Linked DNA regions of Ovis aries: region 1 is linked to region 2. Evidence: chromatin contacts called from public Hi-C data. All regions are on one chromosome and are shown on one strand. The core of a region is the stretch at or near the end of the contact, and the rest is flanking DNA. Distances in the headings are between cores, read along the strand shown. Region 1 holds the start of RPS17 (ribosomal protein S17). Region 2 holds the start of PDE8A (phosphodiesterase 8A).

What was found. A called contact is a pair of places that touch in the nucleus more often than the background predicts.
Region 1: a Hi-C map of liver shows a contact between it and region 2, with 2.8 times the contacts expected there. The contact joins the promoter of RPS17 here to the promoter of PDE8A in region 2. A contact is called at or near these places in 3 of 16 Hi-C or Micro-C datasets (hypothalamus, liver and tail adipose tissue).

Annotation. Positions count from the first base shown.
Region 1 is chr18:22,158,144-22,164,588 of ARS-UI_Ramb_v3.0, forward strand. It overlaps RPS17 (ribosomal protein S17), which reads right to left and starts at 3,974. Exons shown (of 4, transcript NM_001280688.1): 1 at 3,823-3,974; 2 at 3,233-3,338; 3 at 2,540-2,605; 4 at 1,132-1,258. The coding sequence starts at 3,974. The coding sequence ends at 1,178.
Region 2 is chr18:21,969,470-21,975,466 of ARS-UI_Ramb_v3.0, forward strand. It overlaps PDE8A (phosphodiesterase 8A), which reads left to right and starts at 4,333. Exons shown (of 21, transcript XM_060401660.1): 1 at 4,333-4,946. The coding sequence starts at 4,878.

The sequences.
Region 1 (6,445 bases), core at 2,724-5,223, 190 kb after region 2:
CTCCAAAATCACTGCAGATGGTGACTGCAGCCATGAAGATGCTTGCTCCTTTGAAGCTATGACCAACCTAGACAGCCTATTAAAAAGCAGAGACAAAGGTTTGTCTAGTCAAAGCTATGGTTTTTACAGCAGTCATGTATGGATCTAAGAGTTGGACTATAAAGCTAAGCGCCAAAGAATTGCTTTTGAACTGTGGGGTTCAAGACTCTTGAGTCCCTTGGACTGCCAGATCAAACCAGTCTATCCTAAAGGAAACCAGTCCTAAATATTCACTGGAAGGACCGATGCTGAAGCTCCAATACTTTGGCCATCTGATGCGAAGAAATGATTCACTGGAAGACACCCTAATGCTGGAAAAGACTGAAGGCAGAAAGGGATGACAGAGGATGAGATGATCGGATGGCATCACTGACTCAATGGACATGAGTTTGAACAGGATCTGGGAGTTGGTGATGGAGAAACATGGCATGCTGCAGTCCATGGGGTCAGACACAACTGAGCAATTTAACTGATGGGTTAGGTAGCACTATCATATCCATGTGGATTTCCTGATTACGATCATTCATTCATAGCTGTTAATGTCCTTGTTCTTAGGAAACTGACAAGACGCACCAGCCCAACCTAGCACTCTCCACCACACAGTTGGACCCACTGCCTCAGCAGGATCTCTAAGCTCAGAACCATCTCCCAAGATGCACCTAGCAAGCTCTGCCTCCCTTAACCTGACACATCCCATGGTCTCACTGATCCTTCCACACACACATCCATTCACACTTAAGTCTCCTGTGCTCCACACCCATTCTGTCTCCCATCCCCAGAAAACCCAACCCTCATACATGTGGGGAACATTACCTTTTCAAGACAAGAAGGTTCACTAACCCGAACTGCATGTACCCAGGAGAGGCTGAGCTCAAACACACAGGACACATGGGGTAAAGAGGGAAAAGCATCTCCTGACTTTTGCCCGAAGCCAGAGTGCGCATGCAGGACCTGCCAGGACCAGGCCTTCTCAGGCATCCACTGTCTGTATGGGCGCTGCCCACAGGTGCTCTGCAGGACACTTCTCCCGTGAGAAAGAATTCCTGTCCTTAGTTCCACCAGGACCCAACCACACAGATGACACAGGCAAGGTTGTTGTCCGAGGTTTATTGAAAATATTACAGCACAGCAGAAAGACTCAAACGGCTCCACGCGGTGTTTTGAAGTTCATCCCAACTGTAGGCTGAGTGACCTGCAAGTTGGACAGACTGCCAAAGTCCTGTAATGATAAAAATGGGCTTAGTGTGGCTGTTCTGGCAAGATCTGTGTCCAGCGTCCCAGTACCACCATTAGGCTATGCTTCACCAACTCCTCCAGCTTGGGTCAGACTGCTGGGACCCCGCAGAAAAGTGACAGCTTTCTTCCCACCCCAGACCAGTAAACTCACAAGGGGGTGGACTCCATCTGAAGGATCCTCCACCCCAGCAGTCACAAGGCAGCTGTCCTGTGCATTCTAAGACTTTTAACGGCATCCTCAGCCTTCACCCACAAGTCTACTTGTACCCCCAGCTGTGACCAGGTATCTCCAAATGTCCCCTGGGTGCAAAATCTGTCCCTTTAAGAATACTGCTCTAAGGCTAACACAGTGCCCCTTCACTTTCAGGACCGGTCTCAGATAGGATGCATCACTCATGCAGTCAGCATTTGTGAAGGCCCAGGAAGATGAGTGGTGGGACAAGGGGAGGGCCTGCCTCAGAGCTGGCTCCATCTAAGAGCAGTGAAACCAAGGTCCTGCCACATAACCAGAAATTAATTCCTCACTTCATGCTCAAAGATCAATTTTACCATTGAAAATAAAAAGCTACATTCCAGGATAGTGGTTATTTCAGGAGAAAATAATCTATAACAGGCTTTAGCTGTACTGGTGATGTTTTTCTGAAGCTGGGTGGTAGGTATATAGGAATTCATGCTACTATTTAAACGTCTCATCATCATAAAAAAGGGAAAAATAAAGTTGCTCGAAATCAACTGCCCCCTGGACTTTGAAGCTCATGCTTTCACCAAAATGCACAAGTACTAAGATAAATCACAGAAGAGACACTTATCAGTGTGCTGAAGACAGCTGAACCACTCAAGTAGTGCCCTGTCAGCACCAGAAATGAAACCAGAGCTCATGTGAGTGGCTAGCATGTGGACACAGAAGAGCAAGAAGAGCAATGGTCACTAGACCTGGGAGTTATCGTCGCATGCACAGCAAACTCGACCTTTAGCAACCAGCTAAACCCCCTCTGGAGGTAGTCTAGCTTAGTGGTTAGAAGTGTGGATGGAGTCCCACCTCTGCCACCCACTAACCTGAAATTACCGCTCCAACATCTATAAAACGTAGACAGGAGGTACCTCATGGGATACAGTGAGGAAAACAACATATAGAAAATGTGGAGACTATCTGACATATTTTAAAGATTCAACAAGTGTTACCCCGTGGTATTACAGACAGCAGAGAGCTACTGATAGTTGGTGACCAGGGAAACCCTACTTCAGAAATTCAGCAAACACTTACCAATAGCTTCAGCATTTCCTTAGTGTCAGGATCTACTTCAATGATTTCCTGATCCAGGGCTGAGACCTAGGAGAAACAAGGCCGGCCCCAAATAGTAATGAGTTAGAGAATCTCTCACCTTCCCTGCCTTTTCTCCAATATTCTTAAATGAGGAAGAAAAAATGGGGGAGGGGTGAAGCATAGAGGGGATACAATAGGCTCCCACAAATTCAGTGTTTAAAAAACCTTAAGAAGTCACCAGTAATGCAAGGTTCTTGTGTACAGAACTTACACGGTCCTAACAGGGTGGAACACAACATACAGGCAGGTATTCACAGATTACAGGCACCTACAGCGGCTTATGGGCTTCCCTGGTGGCTAAGATGGTAAAGGATCCGCCTGCAATGTGGGAGACCTAGGTTCCACTCCTGGGTCGGGAAGATCCCCTGTGGAAGTGTATGGCAACCCACCCCACTATTCTTGCCTGGAGAATCCCACGGACAGAGGAGCGTGGCGGGCTACAGCCCAAGGGGTCGCAAAGACTCGGAGGCGACTAAGCCACAAGCACAGCTCAGCTGCTTAAGGGGGGTGGGGTGGTCTATGGAGATGCAGCTGAGGTCCCCCTGGAAACCAAGTACCTGAAACGGTTCTCAGAGACCTCCTTCTATCTTTCAAGATGAACCAGAGGTCCAGAGTAAGACCCAGAAAATTTACCTCAGGCACGTAATTGTCTCTCCTCTCTCTCTCCTCCTCCTGCAGCTTGATGGAGATACCTCTCACAGGGCCTCTTTGAATCCGCTTCATCAGATGTGTGACGTAGCTACAAAGCGCCCAAGAACACACATTGGTCCCCACGGTACACAGCACCTCTGGATGTGCACGTAGGAGTTTCAGTTCTTTACCGGCAGTGAGAAGGGAGAGGAGTCATCTTGGGAATCCTCTACATACACAGAACCTCTACACTCAGCTCCTTATGCAGGCATGGCTGTCCTCTATATTCACGTTCGTTTGTAAAACCACCAAATACTCCAACAAACTTTCGCGATCCCTCCCAACCCTCATCTGCTTTCCTTCGAGTTCCAATTTACGCAATACAGCAGAAGATCAAGTAGGTCTTTAAATATTCTCTTCCAGAGATCAACTGGGGCTAACTTCGTCCAAGCGCCATTGCCAGTCAAACAGCCAAGTATCGATGCAACGTGAACACAAGACAACTTCACCAAAAACCCCCACAAATGCACAGCTCCCAGGACCCACCCGCGGGGCCACGGAGGCCCTGGAAACCGAACTCAGACTCGACTCACCCTGCGATCTTATTGCGAAGCTTCTTGCTGGGAATAATGGCGATTTCCTCGCACACCCGCTTGTTGGTGTGGAAGTCATTGCCCAGGCGCGTGTAGTACTTCTCAATGATGACCCGGGCCGCTTTCTTTACGGTTTTGGTGCGAACGCGGCCCTGCGGGTGGAGAAAATAGGGTCACTCGCGAGCCAGGACCACCCCGCTCCAGGAAACAGCGCGGCGTCACACCCTGACCCGAGCTGGGTTCGTGGGCTGGGGCTGAGCCCGGTACAGTAAAGGCCCGGCCGGGCAGCGGTGGAGCGAGGGGTCAACGCGGAAACCAGCAACCTATGGAGGCTTCAGCCTCACAGGGCAGTGCGCGCCTCCTTACGGGCTGGGAGCTGAGGGAAACGACGGATGGCGGACGATTCTGGCGTGCACCAACTTAGAGCCAAAACACCTACCATGTTGGCGGGTCCTTGGTAAAAGAGGAAACAGGAAGCACAAGAGAGACCTATAAAGCGCAGGCCAGAAAGCCGCTTCCGCCTAGCCTGGGACGCGCTGAGCCTACTCCAGCGCTCCACAGCGACCCCTAGCGGGGCGGAGGCAAAATAGAACGGAAATGTGGACGGCCCGTCTGCATCCAGCGGGCAGAACGAGCTATTGATCCGCCCCCTGCTGGGCAAGGCTCTGCCGCTCCGCCCTGCCTATGGTCGTCTTAGGCTGGTGTCTGAAAGCCTTCCAACAGTGGTTTCCACTGCTTCTACATCGGTCCTGAGTATTCTGGAGAAGGAAACGGCAACCCACTCCGGTATTTTTGCCTGGAGAATCCCATGGACGGAGAAGCCTAGTAGGTTACAGTCCACGGGGTCACAAAGAGTCGGTCACGACTGAGCGACTTCACCTCACCTCACCTGAGTATTCATTGGAAGGACTGACGCTGAAACTCCAATACTTTCTTGGCCACCTGATGCGAAGAACTGACTCATTGGAAAAGACCCTGATGCTGGGAAAGACTGCAGGCGGGAGAAGAAAGGGACGACAGAGGATGAGATGGTTGGATAGCATCACTGACTCGATGGACATGAGTTTGAGTAAGCTCCGGGAGTTGGTGATGCACAGCGAAGCCTGGCGTGCTGCAGTCCATGGAGTCACAGAGTCGGACACGATTGAGCGACTGAACTCTATAGTGGTTGGATCCCCCAAGGGGTTGGAGGAGAGGTGCATCTCTTCCACACATGCCAGGGGCGGTGTGTGTATGTTGGGGGCGTGGTGGGGGGGGGGAGCGGGGAACGGGGACAGCGCGTGGAAGTATGGAAAAGTGAGAAGGTAGGGGATGGCCTTGCGCACCAGGTCCCCACCAAGGTCAGCCTTGTAGCCTGGTGGAGACACAAGTACAACTGGGAAATGATTATCTCACTTCCAAAGCTTTACTCAAATGTCACCTTATCAAAGGGGCTTTTCATCCAATTTATATATTAAAAGTAGCACTGTTATCCTTTTTTCATTTTTTTTTTAGCACTTCAGTTCAGTCGCTCAGTCCTGTTCGACTCTTTGTGACCCCATGAACCACAGCATGCCAGGCCTCCCTGTCCATCACCAACTGCCAGAATCTACCCAAACCCATGTCCATTGAGTTGGTGATGCCATCCAACCATCTCATCCGGTGATCCCCTTCTTCTGCCCTCAATCTTTTCCAGCATTAAGGTACTTTCAAGTGAGTCAGCTCTTCGCATCAGGTGGCCAAAGTATTGGAGTTTCAGCTTCAACATCAGTCCTTCCAATGAACACCCAGGACTGACCTCCTTTAGGATGGACTGGTTGGATCTCCTTGGAGTCCAAGGGACTCTGAAGAGTCTTCTCCATCACCACGGTTCAAAAGCATCAATTCTTCTGCATTCAACTTTCTTTATAGTCCAACTCTCACATCCATACATGAGTACTGGAAAACCATAGCCTTCACTACATGGATGTTTGTTGGCAATGCCCATATGCTGTCTAGGTTGGTCATAACTTTCCTTCCAAGGAGTAAACATATTTTATGGCTGCAATCACCATCTGCAGTGATTTTGGAGCCCCCAAAATAGTCAGTCACTATTTCCCCATCTATTTGCCATGAAATGATGAGACTGGATGCCATGATCTTAGTTTTCAATGTTGAGCCAACTTTTTCACTCTCCTCTTTCACTTTCATCAAGAGGCTCTTCAGTTCCTCTTCACTTTCTGCCATAAGGGTGGTATCATCTGCATACCTGAGGTTATTGATATTTCTCCTGGCAATCTTGATTCCAGTTTGTGCTTCTTCCAGTCCTGCGTTTCTCATGATGTACTCTGCATAGAAGTTAAATAAGCAGGGTGACAATATACAGACTTTCGTGCTCCTTTTCCTATTTGGAACCAGTCTGTTGTTCCATGTCCAGTTCTAACTGTTGCTTCCTGACCTGCATAGAGGTTTCGCAAGAGGCAGGTCAGGTGGTCTGGTATTCCCACCTCCTTCAGGATTTTTCAGTTTATTGTGATCCACACAAAGGCTTTGGCATAGTCAATAATGCAGAAATAGCTGTTTTTCTGAAACCTCCTTGCTCTTTCGACAGTCCAGCACTGCTATCCTTTTAATGCTGCTCTAGCATTCCTTAGCACATGTCACA
Region 2 (5,997 bases), core at 3,083-5,582:
AAAGAAGCATCCTTCTGTCTTTCAGAGCCTTTATAGAGGGTAGGTATTGGGTTATTAAAGACCTGCATCAGCCCTCGTTCTAAAAAGCCTCAGTGCCTTTGGAATAAATGAGGTCACACACGTGGTGTGCTTGGCAGAAATCCTAACACCGTCTGGCTGGCTGGTATCATCAGGGTCCCTTCTCAGGGCTGTCTGGACACACTGCTCTCCTCCTCTAGGCTGGGGGACCCTGTGTTGCTCCCCTACTCCTGCTCTCACGGAGGGGAAGCCAACACTTATCCACCCCCTGTGGCCTGCTTCTTGAGGTGGCCATTCCTGAGGCAACCTGAGGCCTGTCTCACCTGCCAGGGAGGTAGGGTGAGGCCAGAGGCAGAGCCGGGCTGGGATGCTGGGTCCAGGGCAGACGGAGGCAGGGACTCTTGTTGTGAAATAACAACAGGACCTTCAGGGAAGGCCCGGTGAATTTTTCCAAGACACCACCTTTCTTGCTGGCACTACCCTATGCTTTTCTCCCCTGCACACATCTGAGCAAAGCACTTCTCAGAGGAGGGAGGCAGAACCAGCTGCAGAACTTGTGGGGCCCAGGGTGACATGAAAATACGGGGCTTCTTGTTCAACACTTGTTAGGAATTTCAATATGGTCGAGCATCAACCAAGACTGGGGCCTCTCTAAGCATGGGGTCCTGGGGGTAGGGACACTCCAAATTAGGAACCTCGGACAAGGAACTTTCTCTGCAGTGGAAACTGACAGTGTCGTTGTGGGACTGGGAAGGTAGAGATGGGAGCTCCGAAAGGTCATGTTTTCAGCATTACAAGAAATTATGTTGAGAGTCGAGCAGTCAGGACTGTGAGATGGTCCTAGTGGCATCTGAGGCCCTGATCCGAGCTCCCGTTCCCTTCCTGTATTCTGGGGAAATGAAGCAAGAAGTACCTGGGTTCAATCCCTAGGTTGGGAAGATCCCCTGGAGAAAGGAATGGCAACGCACTCCAGTATTCTGGCTTGGAGAATCCCATAGACAGAGGAGCCTGGTGGTTTAGTCTATGGGTTCACAGAGTCGGACACAACTGAGCAACTAATAGTGGCTGAACTGGCAGAGTGCGGCTCTGACCTTTACAACCAAATACAGCAGTGTTTGGAATCTGAGACCGTCTCTAGTAGGTGGGAGAGGTGTGACCCCCTGACCTGGTGGGAAAGTGTGGTTGGAGTCGAGGGTAGCAGGGAGCTGGCACTGGAGGCCGAGCCCCCTTGTTGGGAGTGGAGGAGTCTGAAATAGCAGGAGCGAATAGGGTCATTCTGAGAAAAAGGGTGCATAGTGGGTGGTTAGCTCTAAGCTCCAGGAGAATCCTGAGTACCAAGGTCCAGAGCCAAACAGAGGAGAGAAGTGCTGAGGCGCACCTGGGTTGTGGAGTCAGAGGACAGCACCTGGAGGCTTCCCTCTGCTGTCCTCACCTATGGGAACTGCTGCTCTCTCTTGCGGTTCTTCAGGGCGGATCGTCCAGTGCCTTACCAGAGAAAGGCAGGAACACTCAAACACTGTACTCAGGGCTTGGGAGTACAGAGAGAAATGAAGGTAAGCCGGCCAGGGGCCTGGAAAGGATGGTCAACAGAGGTTTTGTATCTGGGGTAGCCAGATCCTCCCTATCCAGGTGCAGAGGGTATGGCTAAAGGGTTCCCCCTTTCAATCGCACAGCTCAGCCTGGTTCTATGTTTTCATTTCCCTTCATCCCTTCTGGAGCTGGGATGGGATGAGAGGGTACATACCTTTTCACCAAACAATTCAACTTTTAGGAGTCCATCTTAACAGAAAAAGATGCATTCAAGGATGTTCAATGCAGCCCTGCTTGTGATATTCTAACAGCTGTGTGTGTGTGTGCATGTGTGTGTGTGTGTGTGTCTGATTATTTAACATAGAAACAGGTCTGGTAGCATATGGTCCAAACTGTTAACAATAGTTACCTCTACGGAAGGAAGGGACTGGGGAAGGAAGAAAGGCTTTCCTTTGTTTCTGCACATTTTATATACTTATGCTAATTTTAACTTTTTTTTTTTTACTATTTTTCTAGCACATATGAATGTGATTTTAAAAGATTTAAAAATCACATTGTACAAAATCTTGCAATTTAGAGAAATGAACCGAAGTCTGATGCCAGATTTGTAGTGGTATGGATCCTCGGGGTAATTTTATTTCCTCCAGCAGTTTTCGTCAGTCTAGGGGCAGGCCTGCAGGAAGATGGTGTTGAAAGGACCCAGGAGAAGTTGGCAAGCTAAGACACAGGCGCTCAGTAATTATTCTGGGCATCTGACATCAGTTAGCCTATTTAATCCCTGAGGGGTAGATATCATTAATCCTAGATTTACAGTGAAGGAAAGTGGCTTGGAGAGAGGGCTTGTGGCAGGACTGGGATTCGCACCTCAGGGTGTGGGATCTCTCCTGCTCTTGGCTGCTTCCAGCCCAGTTCAGTGGGGAGGCAAGGAAAGGAGCAGAAAGGTGGGCGCCAGTAGCAGCCTTTGAATGCTGACTCCCAGGTAGGGGAGGAAAGAAGGCCGCGAGGGAGCTCCAGTTGTTAAAGAAAAAGGATCAGCTTACGTGTAAGAGGCGCGTAAACCAAGTTGGTTTGGGTTTTACATAGAATAAAGCTGTGTGGAGCACTGCATCTTCACGTCTCTCATGAACTGGGGAGGGGCCAGACGACTGAGGAGTCTCCTGGAAATGGGCTGTGTGTGTGGGGGTGGGTGGGAGTGAGGGTGCCAGGCTGGCCTCTGTCTCTCGGCTGAGTCCTTTCCTGGTCCCATTTACCTCATGCAGAATAAGAACTGAAGTTGACATTCATTGACAAGTTTGAGCCTGGTAGGGGGTCAAGCAGTCCTGTTTGAGGGTCCCTGCAGTTGGGGGCGGGGAGAATGGATTGGGGTGGCGGGGGAGTATGTTCTGCATGCCACCAACTTCCAGATACCCACATGGCTGGGGGTGCCTCTCCTGCAGCAGGAGTAGGGTTGTGTGTGAGCTCTCTTCACACACACCTATGTGGAGGGATTCTTCACAGGGGCTCCGGAGTCCTGGGTGAGCCAGTGAGTGGCACATACCAGTGAGGTTCGGGTTGGTTTTGTCACTGCGACTCCTTTTGTGTCCCTTGTCACTGAGGTCTGGGGAAACTGGGTAGAGAAGTGTTCAGGGACTTTGAGGTTCAGATGATGGCCAGGGAAGGAGGGCAGTGGTGGAATTGATGCTAGCTAAGGTGAGGGGGGAAGCTGTGACTTCCTGGAGTGTTCCAGGCTGAGTTCCAGAGTATGAATGGAAGTGAGTGGGGGGTTGCTCCTTGTGACCCCAGAAGTAGGCAAATGTCTCCCACCATTCCTGCCTGCTCCTACTTCATTCTTGGTTTTAGGTCTCTAAGTTTAGCATTCCTAAATTGCAGACCTGGAAATCAGTTAATGTGACTATGCAACAGTTCTCTGAGAACAGAGGGTAAGTGACCAGCTCACGATAGCACAGGGCAGCGCAGGAGGCTAGCTAGTGGATAAGGGGATCAGGGTCAGCTGGGGGTAAGTGTCCTCACCCCTAATTAGAGCAGGGCTCAAGGATGTCCAGAGAGAGGCCAGGACAACAATGTCCTGTATTAGAAGGTGGGCCCAGGAGGCACCCTGGAGTGCTGGAAGGAGGCAAGGTCAGTGCTGGTAGTCATCAAGGCCAGACTTCTCAGTGAGGCAGAGCAGGGAGGACAGAGGGTCTGAGACAGACTTGCAAACTCTCTGATGGTTGAAAGCATTTTCTTCACCAATTACTCTTTATTTAGAAGAGTCATGGTTCTGCCTGGAAAAATTACCTTCTAAATCCAGGAGCACTGAGGCAGAAAACACTGCAGTGCTGGTAGAATTACTGGTGATAGTAAAAATCTTCCCTTGTGTCTTTTAAGACATCGTCATTGAGCCGTTGGTATTTTTATAAGGCAGGGAGGGTATTATGATTATTGCTAAATGTGCTTGAACTTGATAATATAAGTCATGTGCCAGTGGCTTGGGCCAGCTAGGTTAGTAAAGAGGGCCGGTAGAGGGAAGCTGCTCCCCGGTTACCGGGCCTTTCTGCTCTGCTGCCCTTGGGGAACTGCCCGGTGCCCACCTCGGGCCCTAAAGATCCCTGCTGGAGAGGGCGCGGGGGCTGTGGATCTTAGATTCCCTAGCACCCTGAAGCCTGAGCCGCCGCAGGGAACCCAGCGCTGGAGCCTCTGCGGCAGTGCCAGCGCCGCAGCAGGGACTCCAGCCCGGAATACCCCTCCAGGTCTTCACAGTAGCCGGGGCCAAGGCGGGAGTGGGCGGCACCTCAGGGTCGTTCCAGGGCCGCGCTAGGAAAGGTGTGGACGGCGGCAGAGGAAAGGGACTAGCCGTGCCGGGTCTCGGCTGACCGCGAGCCGCAGGGAGAGAGGGGCGGGAGTGAGGGTGGGTCCGAGGTGGGCAGCTCCAGGGTACGTGATGCACACCCAGGGGTGCCACTCTCCAGTTGATCGTGGGAGGAGACCTAGCACAGAAAGGCTAAGTGATTCGCCCAAGGTCACACAGTGAGCGGGTGGCGATGTGTGTGGGGTGCCCTTCTGCCAACGCGTCTGGCGTCATCACAGGCCTCCTCTGGTTAAGGACGAGTAGGACGGCATCCCCAGCCTGCCACGAAATGTGGCTTCTTGTCATCCCAGCCTCCCAGTCGCCGGTGTAGGCGGGCCTAGGGCTCCAGATCTTGGCACGCGAGGACACGGATTGAGCCCGAGTCAGTAACACCCGTCACCCCCCACCCTCCCCCTCCTGGCTCTTGAATGGCTCAGAGACAGGGCCCTGATCGAAGTCACACAGCTGCTAAGTTCCGGAGCCGGGATTCGAACCCTGAGGTATGGGTTTTAGTGGCCACAGGCCGGAGATCAGAGACCACTGGCTCGGGGGTGACCACGTGCGGCCATGGGTAAGTCTTTCTCCCTCCCGCAGCCTGGCCGCGCGCCCCTCCCGTCGTGGCCGCGCATGCTCCGTGGCGGGCGGAGCCGGGAGGCGGCGGCGGGCACCCCAGCTGCTTTGCATTGACGCCAGCACCCGCTGGAGGTCACCGCTGGGGGCTGGGCGCGGCGTGCTGCCGGCAAGACCCGGCCCGGAATACCGAGCCGGAGCCGGAGCCGGAGCCGCGCCGCCCGCAGCTCCTGAGCGAGCGCCGCCGCTTCAGCGCTTCTCGACGGCGCGGCCTCAGGTCCGCGTCCCTCCGTCCCTCCCGGGGTGGACACGGCCTTGCTGTCCCGGCGGGATTCCTCCGGCCTGCACCGCTCAACCGTTCTAGCTTTCTCCGCCACCAGCCCTCGGAGGGCATTTATCCGTGGGGCGGCTGGCGGAGAGACGTGAGAGCCCGGAGCCTCTGGAGGCGCCGGCCACAGCGCCTCCGGGGCCGGAGCGGGCGTAGCCGGGAGCGCACCTCCCCCGGGGGGTCGCGCCGCCTCACGGCGAGGGCGGCGTCGCTCGCGCGGCGGGGACTTGTCGGCTCTCGGGCCGGGAGAGCGCAAATCTCCTCCCCTGAAATTCCCCGGAAGCGCGGCGCGGCAGAGACGAGCGCGGCGATGTGAGGGGAGACGGCCGGCGGCTCCCTCCTCTGGAAGGGCATGTTCGGAGGGGCGGCCGCGGTGCGCTGCCCGCCCCATCGCCCCCTCCCCGCCGCCTCCGCCGCCGCCGCCGCCGCGCCCGCACCGCGATAAAAGGGGCGGCCGCACTTCCTGACGGGAGACCCGCGCTCGCCGCCGCCGCCGCCCGCCCAGGCGGAGATGACACGGCGCACGCGGCGGCCCCGAGGCGCCGGGCGGGCCGTTTACTGACCGGATCGCGGCTGCCCGCCAGCGTGTCCGCGGCGCTGCCGCCAGCATGGGCTGCGCCCCGAGCATCCACATTTCCGAGAGCCGTGGGGTGTATCCCGGCGGCAAGGAGGCCGAGGACGTGCCGGGCCCCGCGGCGCCGCCGCTCCCGCCCGGCGGGCCGAG